2 separate regions of the Macaca mulatta genome follow, and region 1 is linked to region 2. A link is a contact called in public Hi-C data. All regions are on one chromosome and are shown on one strand. Each heading gives the region's core, a stretch centred on a gene start, on an enhancer-like site or on the middle of the called end of the contact. The rest is flanking DNA. Distances are from core to core; before and after follow the strand shown.

Region 1 (5,616 bases), core at 2,768-5,267, 43 kb after region 2:
AGCATCCACTACTCGGGGGCTGTGAGACTTCAAGGATGAACCCAGAGGCCCCAGGGAGGACAGTGCAGATCAGGGCAAGGCTGGTCACACTCTGCCCCCTGGTGGTACTCCTTGGACATGGGGCCAGCTGGTGGTCCAGGCTCCCCTGGCAGGGAACTAAAGAAAAGTGTGTGGCAGATAACGGGAAATGAGCAGTGCAAGGAAATCCGCACATGAGCCCCTTGCTCCATTTGCCTAAAGCTAGAGAAGAAAGTAATGGTGAGGAAGAATGATTCAGAAACATGGCACTCATTCATTCTTTTATTCAACCAACTTTTATTTTTTTTTTATTTTTATTTTTTTTTTTTTGAGACGGAGTCTAGCTCTGTTGCCCAGGCTGGAGTGCAGTGGCCGGATCTCAGCTCACTGCAAGCCCCGCCTCCCGGGTTCACGCCATTCTCCTGCCTCAGCCTCCCGAGTAGCTGGGAGTACAGGCGCCCGCCACCTCGCCCGGCTAATTTTTTTTTTGTATTTTAGTAGAGACGGGGTTTCACCGTGTTAGCCAGGATGGTCTCGATCTCCTGAACTCGTGATCCGCCCGTCTCGGCCTCCCAAAGTGCTGGGATTACAGGCTTGAGCCACCGCGCCCGGCCTCAACCAACTTTTATTAAGTGCCTATTATAGGCCAGGTACTGCTAGGAACTAGGAAAAAAACAAGACTGAAATCATCACTCTAGTGAGGATTACAGAGATATAAAAGTAACTACAGTATAGTAAAGTGTGATAAGTACAAAAATATAGGCATATACATGGGATAGAAGCAACACAGATGAAATAGATGTTCATTCTAAGGGATGAACAGAAAAGGCGTGTGTGTGTGTGTGTGTGTGTGTGTGTGTGTGTGTGTGTGTGTGTGAGACACAGTCTTGCTCTGTCGCCCAGGCTGGAATGCAGTGGTGCGATCTTGGCTCACTGCAACCTCTGCCTCCCGGGTTCAAGCAATTCTCCTGCCTCAGCCTCCTGAGTAGCTGGGACTACAGGCGTGTGCCACCACACCGAGCTAATTTTTGTATTTTTAGTAGAGACAGGGTTTCACCATGTTGGCCAGGCTGGTGTGTGTTTAATTTGAGTGCAGATGTCCAGAAAAAGTTCACAGAAGTGCTCTGGAAACTTCAGAGTTCAATACGTAGGAGAAAAGGAGGCAAGTGGGGATGTGGGGGTGACAACATTAGATAAATAGGAGTCAGATTATGAAGGACATAAGATATCATGTGACGGAAAGAGCCTTGAAGAGATTTTAAGCCTAAGAGTGATATGATCTAATTTTTAATGGTAAATCAAGGGGACAGTATAGGATTTACAGGGAGAGGGGGACTTGGTAATTAGTCAGAAAGATCTGGATTCAGATTCCATTTCTCCTTCTAACCAGTTGTGTGACTTTGAGCAAATGACTCTTTAAGCCTGTGTCCACATGTGTAAAATATAGTTGTGAAACGGAATGAGATTATGCATGCAGAGTTGCTGACACAGAGCCTGGCACTTACTGTCCATACCATAAACATTATTCTTCTCTCTTCACTTTCCAAGTGGATTTGCATGCACAGTGTGGGGAGTCGCTTGGTTGGGAGAGGGGTTGGTGTTTGGAGAGGCAGGAGTCCAAGAAGTGCCTTAGAAGCTATCACCTGAGGCCGGGCGCGGTGGCTCAAGCCTGTAATCCCAGCACTTTGGGAGGCCGAGACAGGCGGATCACGAGGTCAGGAGATCAAGACCATCCTGGCTAACACGGTGAAACCCCCTCTCTACTAAAAAAATACAAAAAACTAGCTGGGCAAGGTGGCAGGCGCCTGTAGTCCCAGCTACTCGGGAGGCTGAGGCAGGAGAATGGCGTGAACCCGGGAGGCGGAGCTTGCAGTGAGCGGAGATCCGGCAACTGCACTCCAGCCTGGGCGACACAGTGAGACTCCGTCTCAAAAAAAAAAAAAAGAAGCTATCACCTGAAGCCAGGTGAGAGATACGCCCTGAACTAAGGCCCTGGCCATGGGGATAGTTACAGACTTGAGAGCTAATTGAGAAGTACAGATCCAAAGGTCCTGGCATCTGATTAGCTATGGAGGATAAGAATAGTCTAGACTGATTCCCTTTGGGGCAATTGGACAGATGATGGTGCCATTTGCTGAGGTAGGAAACCATGAGAGCAAGTGCAGGATTATGGAGAACAAGATGACCTTCAGGTCAACCATGCTGCCACCAGTGTGCACACCTTTAGGCCCAAAGGGTGGCCAAGAGGCATCTGTTTGCAGCTGGGTAAGTGTGGACAGAGTTTGGATCTACGGACTGGGGGAAAGAGATCCAAATACATATACCTGAGGTTGAGTATAGGCTACAGCCTGAGGAGGAAGAGACGGGGACCAGCAGCAAGCCCATAGCTGGAGACTAGCTCTCATTATCCCACTATGTTCCAGCATAGAACACCAAAAAATCTGAGAATCAAGATTGTTTCTGTTGCAAGTGGCAGAACTCCAATTAAAATTAGCTTGAGCAAGAAAAGAAATGCATCGATTCCTATAACTGAAATCAGGAATCCATTGCTTGCCATCTCCCTGCTGTGCTTCCTCTAGGCTGGCTTCTTAGACAGGTTCCTGCTTTGCAGTGCCAAGCTAATACCCAGCAGCTCCAGGTTTATATTCTACCAGCTCAGCAACTCAGCAGAAATAGCTCACTTCCAAAGTTTTCAGAAAAAGTCCCGGAGAGGGATCTCATGCCCATCCTTGAACATCCCTGATTGCTGTGGCCAGAGTGAGGAACACAAAAGTTGGCTAAACTGCAAGCCTACCCCCAAGAGGGGTGACATAAGACCCACATGACAATACAGACTGAGGGGATGGTTCCCCAGAAGAAAATCAGAGTGCTATTACCAGAAAGGAGGAGTGGATGCTGAGCAGACACCCATCATAGGTAAGCTGAGTTTGAGGTGCTATATAGCATTGTGGGTGATATCCAGTGGTCTCAGGTTGGAGAGAGATGTCTGAATGGAGATACAGCTTGAGAAATCACCTGAGGACCTTACGGTGGTAGCTGGGTGAGCAGATGCATTTCCTCATTGGATTGTGGAGAGAAAGAATGACCACGCCGGGCGTGGTGGCTCACACCAGTAATCCCAGCACTTTGGGAGGCTGAGGCGGGTGGATCACGAGGTCAGGAGTTGGAGACCAGCTTGGCCAACATGGAGAAACCCCATCTCTACAAAAAATACAAAAAATTAGCCGCGTGTGGTGGCGGGCGCCTGTAATCCCAGCTACTCTGGTGGTTGAGGCAGGATAATTGCTTGAACCCAGGAGGCGGAGTGTGCAGTGAGCCGAGATCCACCACTGCACTCCAGCCTGGGTGACAGAGTAAGACTCCGTTGGGGGTGGGGTGTGTGCCAGGGCAGGAGAATGACCAGATCAGAGGACCAAGGAAGAGACTCAGGGGTGGAGAGACTCCACCATTTCACAGTAAGACAGAAAGGAGCCTTGATCAGGAGGAGAAGCGGGGATTTAGGAGTTGGGAACTAAGTGGACCTTGGCATTGGGCACTTGGAATACAGAAAGGCCCAGGGCTCAGGGCTTCGGGTCCCTAGGAGGAGGAACTGAAAAGGCAATGCCCAACCCCCTAACTTCTAGACGTCTGGCCCTTTGGCCTCCCGCCCCTGGCCTCGCCCCTCGTTCCTAGCTTGTTTGCCACCTAGTGTCTCTCCGGGGAGCAAGAGTCCTCAAAGTTACATCATGTGCGGCGGGTAGGGCGGTGGCGGATGGGGGCGGGACCTCGAAGTCGGGGGCCGAAGGGTGGACCCAGTCCTCCAATGGGAGAGGTGGGTTTGGCGGTTGGGAGGCAGAGGTTGGGGCGGTGGCTGGGCCGACCTGGGGCCTGGAGCCCCAAGGCCGAGGGAGCCAGCCTGCTGGCAGGGCGGAGGAAATCTCGCGCCAGCCCTACCAGGTTCCGCCCCCGCGCCTGCCCCCCTCCTTTTTAAGCGCCTCCCGCCAGCCTCTGCTGTGGCTCGCTTCGCCGCGCTCCCTTCTTCCCCGCCTTCCATATCTCCCCGGCTCCGCTCGGTTCCGTGGCCACCCCGCAGCCCCTGCCCAGGTGCCATGGCCGCATTGTACCGCCCCGGCCTGCGGTGAGTGACCCCCGGCCCGGGGCCCACCCGCACCTTCCGCTGCGCTCGCCCCCTCGGGGCTGCCAGTGGCGCTCCCCTGCTCTCAGCCTCCGCCAGGTTTCCCGTCCTAGGCGGAGGCGGGCAGGGGCGACTGCTGTGGGTCCAGCCTCCCGCGCCGTGCGTCTCTTGGGAGGGCAGCCGGCCGGTGCTCCTCGTTTCCGCCCGCACCTCCCCTTCTCTGCCTCGCTCGCCTCCGACCGCGCGATCTCTGTCTGTCACTCTCAGAACTTCCTCTCCCTCCTCGCTCGTCTCTGCTGAGTCGGGTCTCCGCATATCCTCCTTTCCTTCCCAGATACCTCCCTCGGACCTCTACCGGGCTCCCAGCCAGCGCCCCAGGGTACTTCGAGAGGCAGCAGGGCCCTGGGGACAAGGGTACGTGAGCCCCGGGAGACTGAGCTCAGACCCCTTAAAGAAGATGGAAGGTTAAACATCCATTCCCGGCCTTTCCCGGACTGGAAGGACTGGAACCTGGCGGGAAGTCCAGGGCAGCCCGAGGGACCTGGGGCCAGGAGAGGGAGGCAAGCAAGGTGGGAGGAGGGTGCCAAGTTGCCTTCGTTTCTTACATAGCTGGCTTCTTCCTCTGTCCAGGCCTGGAGCCCCCAGGCTCGTCCTGTTCGTCTGCTCCTCCTCTTAGTCTCCTTTCTATTTATTCTCTGAGGCCTCTCTTCTCAGCTTTTGTCTCAGAGTCGGAAGTGACCCACATCTCTCGCACAGCCCGTTCCACGTGGGCAGCCCTTGTGGGTAGTCTTTGAAGGAAAGGTCCCACTTAGGGGGCTGTAGGAGGGTGTGGGGGCTTCACAAGAGAGAACGTGAGCGAGGCTCCAACTGGAGAGAGGCTCTCCTCAAGGATGTGTGTCTTGAAGATTAATGCTCAGGGAGAACTTCCCTCTGAGGCAGGAACAGACCCAGGTCCCAGTAGCCCTCCTCCCCTGCCCCTGGGGCCACACTGTTCATCTATCCTGCTTTAGCGGAAACCACCCCAGCTTCTACCCCAGCCAGACTCAAGCTCCCGCATCCATGCTCTGAGCTTTCTCCCTTCCCCAGGCTAACACCCTCTGAGTCCCAGCTGCCAGCAGGCTGCTGTTTCACCCTCCCACCAACACCAAAGCTCTCTAGGCATGTGGCCTCTAGGAAGGAGAGCCAGGGGAAGTACGGAGTCAGCGGTCCTGGGTGTGGGGGCAGTTTCTGATGGGCGAGGCCTTGGTAGAGGAGGAGAGTAACATCCTTCTCATGGCCTTTGCTCTCTCAGGCTTACTCCACCTTGGGTCCAGGCCAATCAGAGCAGACCTTGCTTCTCTCTCCCCCAGGGCCATGAGAGGACAGACAATAGGACGCTGACCTCCTAAGAATTAAGCCCATGAACTCCAGCCAGTGACACTCATTCCCCAGTGGTCAACCTTCCGCACAGTTCAAAAATACTTACCCGAGGGCAACATTTTACG
Region 2 (5,536 bases), core at 2,779-5,278:
CAGAAGGTGCCTCCTCATGATCCCACTTTCTAATCAGGTCTAGCCAGGCAGTCCATCCTAGAGGGCCAAGAGCATCTCACTCCCTAAGCACAGAAGCCAGAGAAGTGCTAGAACAACCCCAGGAATCCAAGGTCAGGCCACATTTTCCCTGAGAAGCATGGCCCACTCTAAGACAGGTCCAGGAGGCTGACAATTGCAGACTTTCCCTATTTTGAAGAAACGCAGAAAACACAGCTCAAATCCAAAGGAGCCCTGAGGATTTAGGCCCCTTCTGGGCCACATCATACCTGGCTGTTTACGAAACAAGATGAACCAGGCTCCATTTTTTCTCACCTGAACCTAATGTATCATTATCTAGCTGAGCAGCTGGTGAGAGCTACTTCTCCCTGAACCTCAGTTTCTTCATGTGCAAGATGCAGCTGAATCATCCTAAGATCTTCGTCAGCTCTGACAAACATCCTAGGAACCCACTCTAACTCCTCATTGCCATGCCTCCTCCAGTGCTCTTCACTCATGCTGTTTCCCCTTCTTCTCTTGGCTTCAGACTCTGGACATTAATGTGAAGGCCCCAGCCCTGATGACAAAGGCAGTGGTGCCAGAAATGGAGAAACGAGGGTACAGAGAGTGAGGGAGAGCCTGGGTGAGATGGGACCTCACACGGGCTGAGGGCAGTGGTCCACACTGGGAAGAGGGTCAGCTCTCTTCTTTTTCCAGGGGTGGCTCAGTGGTATTCCTGCCCTCTGTAGCAGCCTTCAGTCCATCTCTTGTAAGAAACCTTTTGTCTGCCCCTTCCATCCCATCCTCCACTCTACATCTTTCCACCCCTCCTGTTACATAACCCAAAGAAGTTTGTGTCCCCTTTTAGAATCACACCAAGTCCCTGCCCTGCAAGATGCCTTGCCTCCACAAACCATAACCTGGGGGAGGTTTAGCCACAAGACAGTTTCCTAACTGTGCCCCTCCCTTACAGGAGATCCCTATTGAGCACTGCCCTTTCTGTCTAGTAATTAGAACCAAGAATGACCTGGAAACTATGAGTCTGACACATTCCCTTCTTTCTCCAGGGCTTCAGTCCTTACAGTGTCAGTAAAACAGCCTTACTGGGCCTCACCAAGACCCTGGCCATAGCGCTAGCCCCAAGGAACATTAGGGTGAACTGCCTAGCACCTGGACTTATCAAGACCAGCTTCAGCAGGATGGTGAGGAAGGGGAGCTCTGCATCCCACTGGAACCCCTTGAAAGGCATCCATCTTCTTGGACAGGGAAGCCCAGTACCTGATTCCTAAACTCTCAACCACTCCATTCTCCTTCCTTGGGCTTTTCCATATTCCCTCTCTGTACCAACTGCCCTTTCCAAGCCAGACTCCTATCAAACCTTTCCTGAGGTATAGGGTGGAGACTGAGGTATTCAGACTCTACTCACACTGTTTCCTCTCTCCTTACATGGATGAGAATTGGAGAGATGCAGCAAAATGCATCACTAGAACCTGAAACAAATGAAACACATGACGGCAGTGGGGAGAGCTGGGAGCTAGAAAAAGAAATAGGAAGTGAAAGAGGGAAGTCTGTCCATCCTTACTCTCTTGCCATGAGGACAGGCAGTTTCTTCCCTTTCTGTTCTTCGCTTTCCTCTTCTTAAACATAAAGACATTTCCCTTCTTCCTGCAGCTCTGGATAGACAAGGAAAAAGAGGAAAGAATGAAAGAAACTCTGCAGATCAGAAGGTAAAACCATCATGCGGTCAAGGGCCCTAAGAGGCATGAAGATGGAAAGGTCTGGTCCCTAGCAGCCCACAGTCCACTGTCTCAGTCCCACAGATAACACAGGCAGGCTCTCCTCTGCCTCACAGACCACAAATTCATAAACACTCTCACTGCAGTGGCCTGAGCAAGAAGTCAGCTTCCCTTTCAAAAGGTAAACCCAGAGACATCGGGGTTTCAGCAGTGCAGAGCTCTGGGAGAAGTCCTGAGTCCTTTCTCCACCTGGGAGATTGCCTCCACCTCTGAGCATCCATGGAGACCAAAGACCAAAACCAAAACCATGCATTTTTAGTTCCCTTGAATAATGACACATGTTTATGAAACTCAGGTTGATGATCTACAATCCAAATGAAAAGAATGAAGAGCTTTACTAAGCCCCAAACTCCCCTTGCCTAAGGAGTTACTTTCTTCCCCAGTGAGCTGGGTGAACTGTTCAAGCACCTTTGTCGGGCTCCCTTTCCTCTAAATTCCCTGCCTCTCTCTATCTTCTGGCTTCGAGGACAGATGCCAGCAATGCCTAACTCTGTACTGGTCCAGACATCCCAAATCTTCCCAAAGGCATTCTGATGTCAGGCATGAGCTGCAGGCCTAGTTTGTAACTCATTAATAATTCGGGATTGTCATCCTAGAGCTCCAATGAATTGATCTAGCCCATGTAGCTCGATCCTGGATTCACATTAGAATCACCTGGGGAGCTTTTTAAACTGCAGATGCTCAGGCCCCACCCACTCCCAGAGATTCTTTTGTAATTGGTCCAAGGTAGGACTTGACCATCTGGGCTTTTGTTTTTCTTTGTCTTTTCTTTTCTTTTTTTTGTTTTGTTTTGTTTTTTTGTTTTGTTTTGTTTGTTTGTTTAAGCCTCTCAAATGATTGCAAGGTACAGCTAGAATGGAGAACCATTAATTCAGCCCTTGTATGTTTGAGTTACTCACTTTGCCCACCTCTAGAGCATTCTATGGCAGGCAAATTAAAGTGTCTCCTAACTATGCAGTCACTGATAAAATAAGAATTAGCACATTCTCACCAAATGAACCTAACTTTAAGGGACAAGTATAGATTCCTGAAAAAGTTGTCTGTAAGTTGAACCTGTACAAATGGAATCATTTTAAACACACCATTTACTGTCACACAGATTCCCTGATACTTTAGTGTGTGCACATGTGAAACCATTTTTTTTTCTGAAGTATGAAATAATTGCTTACTATTTTATCTGTATAACTTTGGATTTTGGTGTCCTGAGCTCTCTAAAAAACAGTGTGTTTCTACAGTATTTGAATATTATGGGTAATGGTTTTTGCAGAGTACAGTATGCTCATACTAAATTATAACAGCATATCCTCATGGTAACACTATTTGATAGGCGGAAAGCTTGTACACTGATCCTGAAAAGTCATCTGATAATTCTTGATTAAGCAAATTTCATTCCCTGTGGGCCGAGTGAGGGAGGCAGACCTGTTTGATTTTTACTCCCTTTCTTGCTTCCCCTATTCCCCAGGTTAGGCGAGTCAGAGGATTATGCTGGCATCTTGTCTTTCCTGTGCTTTGAATATGCCACCTACATCACTGGGGAGACAGTGGTGGTGGGTGGAGGAACCCCGTCCCGCCTCTGAGGACCTGGAAACAGCCCATGGGGCAGTGTTGGGCTCTAGCTCCTGGTGCTGTTCCTCCATTCATCCACTGGCCTTTCCCACCTCTCCTCACCTTACTGTTCACCTCATAAAATCAGTTCTGCCCTGTGAAAAGATGCAGCCTTCCCTGCAGTCAAGGTGGTGTCTTACTCAGGATTCCTGCTGTTGTTGTGGCCTTGGGTAAAGGCCTCCCCTGAGAACACAGGACAGGTCTGCTGACAAGGCTGAGTCTACCTTGGCAAAGACCAACAGATATTTTTTGCCCGGGCCACTGGGGAATTTGAGGGGAGATGGGAGAGAAGGAAGCTGGAGTGGAAGGAGCAGAGTTGCAAATTAACAACTTGCAAATGAGGTGCAAATAAAATGCAGATGATTGCAGGGCTTTGAATCGAATCCACGTGTTCATTTCTCAGTGTGGGGTGCTTAGCTGAGCAGAGAGCAGAAGTCTGGCCAGGCTGGATCTCTGGATCCCCCAGCCCTCCTCCCTGTCTCCAGGACCTGAGCGTGATGTGCAGGGGTGGAGGTGTCTGCAGAGCTGCCAACTGGAAGGAAGGTGGCACGGGAACTCCCAGGACACCACGGGGATCCCCGAGGCAGGGCGAGCCGGGCGAGGGTGGGGAAGGATGAACTCTCTAACATCTCCCCGCCCCTTGCCTCCCAGATCTGGCCAGGTCCCCTTCTGGCATGGCCCTAGGTCCCGAGTTCCCTCCCGAGTCAGCAAGGACAAGCTGAACAGGTCCTGAGCCGGTGGGGAATAGAGAAACGCCCTGCAAGCTGCCCAGGCCCACAAACAAAAGAAATGGGTTCTGCCCACTGGCCCGAGGAATAGTAGACGGAAAGCGGGGACGCTGCCCCCTACCCCGAAGGCCCGGACACCTGGCGACGCACACCGGCCCGCTCACGCGGGAGCCGGCGAGAGGGGTCCGCGTGAGCGCGCGCGGGGGGTCTCACGCTGCTCGGCCGCGCGTCGCGCATGCTCAGTCGGGCAGCTCTCCGGGCGGGGCGGGGGAGCCGGCGCTCCGTGGCCGGGGGAGGAGCGCTCAAGCAGCCGCCCCTGACCCGAGCGGGCTCGGCCGCTGCTGCAGCGCTCAGCGCCTGGGCCCTGCCGAAGCCGGGTCTAGCATGTGCTGCGGCTCCCCAGCGGTGGCGGCGGCTCCTCTGCAGCAGCCTCAGCAACAGCGGCCGCCATGGCCAAGCCCAGCGTGGAGCTCACCCGCGAGTTGCAAGGTACGAGGCTGCCTCGGTCTCCGGGACGCCCCGTCCGGGAGCATCCCAGACCCAGCGCGTTCCTCCCCGCGGTGCACCCCAGCCCGGTGTCTCACACCCCTCACCCCATGCATCCCGGCTCCAAGGCAGCCCCTGCATCCCAGTCCGGGCATCGCTGTCCCCGGAGCACCTCCGCTGCCTGCTTCGCCTCACCCGGTCGGGACCTTCCTGTCCCGGAGCCGCCCGTCCCGCCCTTCGGTGACAGGTGCAGTTCCCTGGCGCTCTCTGGGGCTGACTCTCGGCGTTCCTGGCCCACCTTCGGCGAAGCGTCCGGTCTCCCCTCCGGAGAGTCCCCGCTTCCCCGCCGGGCGGGGCCAAGCCCGCCCCTCCCGGCAATGGGAGCTGCCCCTGGTCCTGACCGCTGCGTGGCTTAACACCCTCCCTCCTCCCGGCCCCGCCCCGGAACTGGCCCTGAAGAGCCCCTTAGGAGCTGGGCAGCGCCCAGGCCAGTGGGGCAAAGAAGAGAGTCAGGGAAGAGGCCCTGGATTGGAGCTAAAACCAAGAGCAGGAGGGTCTCTGCGGCTCGCCTCCCACAGCCCCCGTCCCAGCCTGCCTCCTTCTAGCTACCCACCACCCACACATCAAGGCTGCTCCCGTTTGCATGGTTCTCAGACCTAGCCCAAACCCAGGCCCGGCCACCCAGCACTGCCACAACCCTGACCCCCAGAGACGGGAGCACAGGCTAGCCCACGCAAAGCGCAGGATGCTCATGGATACTCAGAGGCATGCTGCACCGTGGCGGTCTCCCACACCTGCACACACACACAGCACAATCGTGAGACGTGTGTAAACACATCTTCACAGAGATGGCACCCCAGCACACGCGCGCGCGCGCACACACACACACACACACTATATCTGGGTGGTTCTGCCAGCAGATGG

The links. Hi-C and Micro-C count contacts between places; a contact is called where the count stands out from the background.
Region 1: a contact with region 2 is called in a Hi-C map of blood, with 4 times the contacts expected there. The contact joins the promoter of PCK2 here to the promoter of CARMIL3 in region 2. A contact is called at or near these places in 5 of 14 Hi-C or Micro-C datasets (CD4 T cells, blood, fetal cortex germinal zone and 2 more).

The regions. Positions count from the first base shown.
Region 1 is chr7:97,204,267-97,209,882 of T2T-MMU8v2.0, forward strand. It overlaps PCK2 (phosphoenolpyruvate carboxykinase 2, mitochondrial), which reads left to right and starts at 4,018. Exons shown (of 10, transcript NM_001265937.2): 1 at 4,018-4,135. The coding sequence starts at 4,107. The region is part of intron 1 of NRL (neural retina leucine zipper); the gene reads right to left.
Region 2 is chr7:97,161,507-97,167,042 of T2T-MMU8v2.0, forward strand. CARMIL3 (capping protein regulator and myosin 1 linker 3) reads left to right here and starts at 4,029. Exons shown (of 40, transcript XR_013396131.1): 1 at 4,029-4,615. It overlaps DHRS4L1 (dehydrogenase/reductase (SDR family) member 4 like 1), which reads left to right. Exons shown (of 5, transcript NM_001277870.2): 3 at 1,065-1,199; 4 at 1,669-1,724; 5 at 3,256-3,781. The coding sequence ends at 3,370. The region is part of intron 1 of LOC144330191 (a long non-coding RNA gene); the gene reads right to left.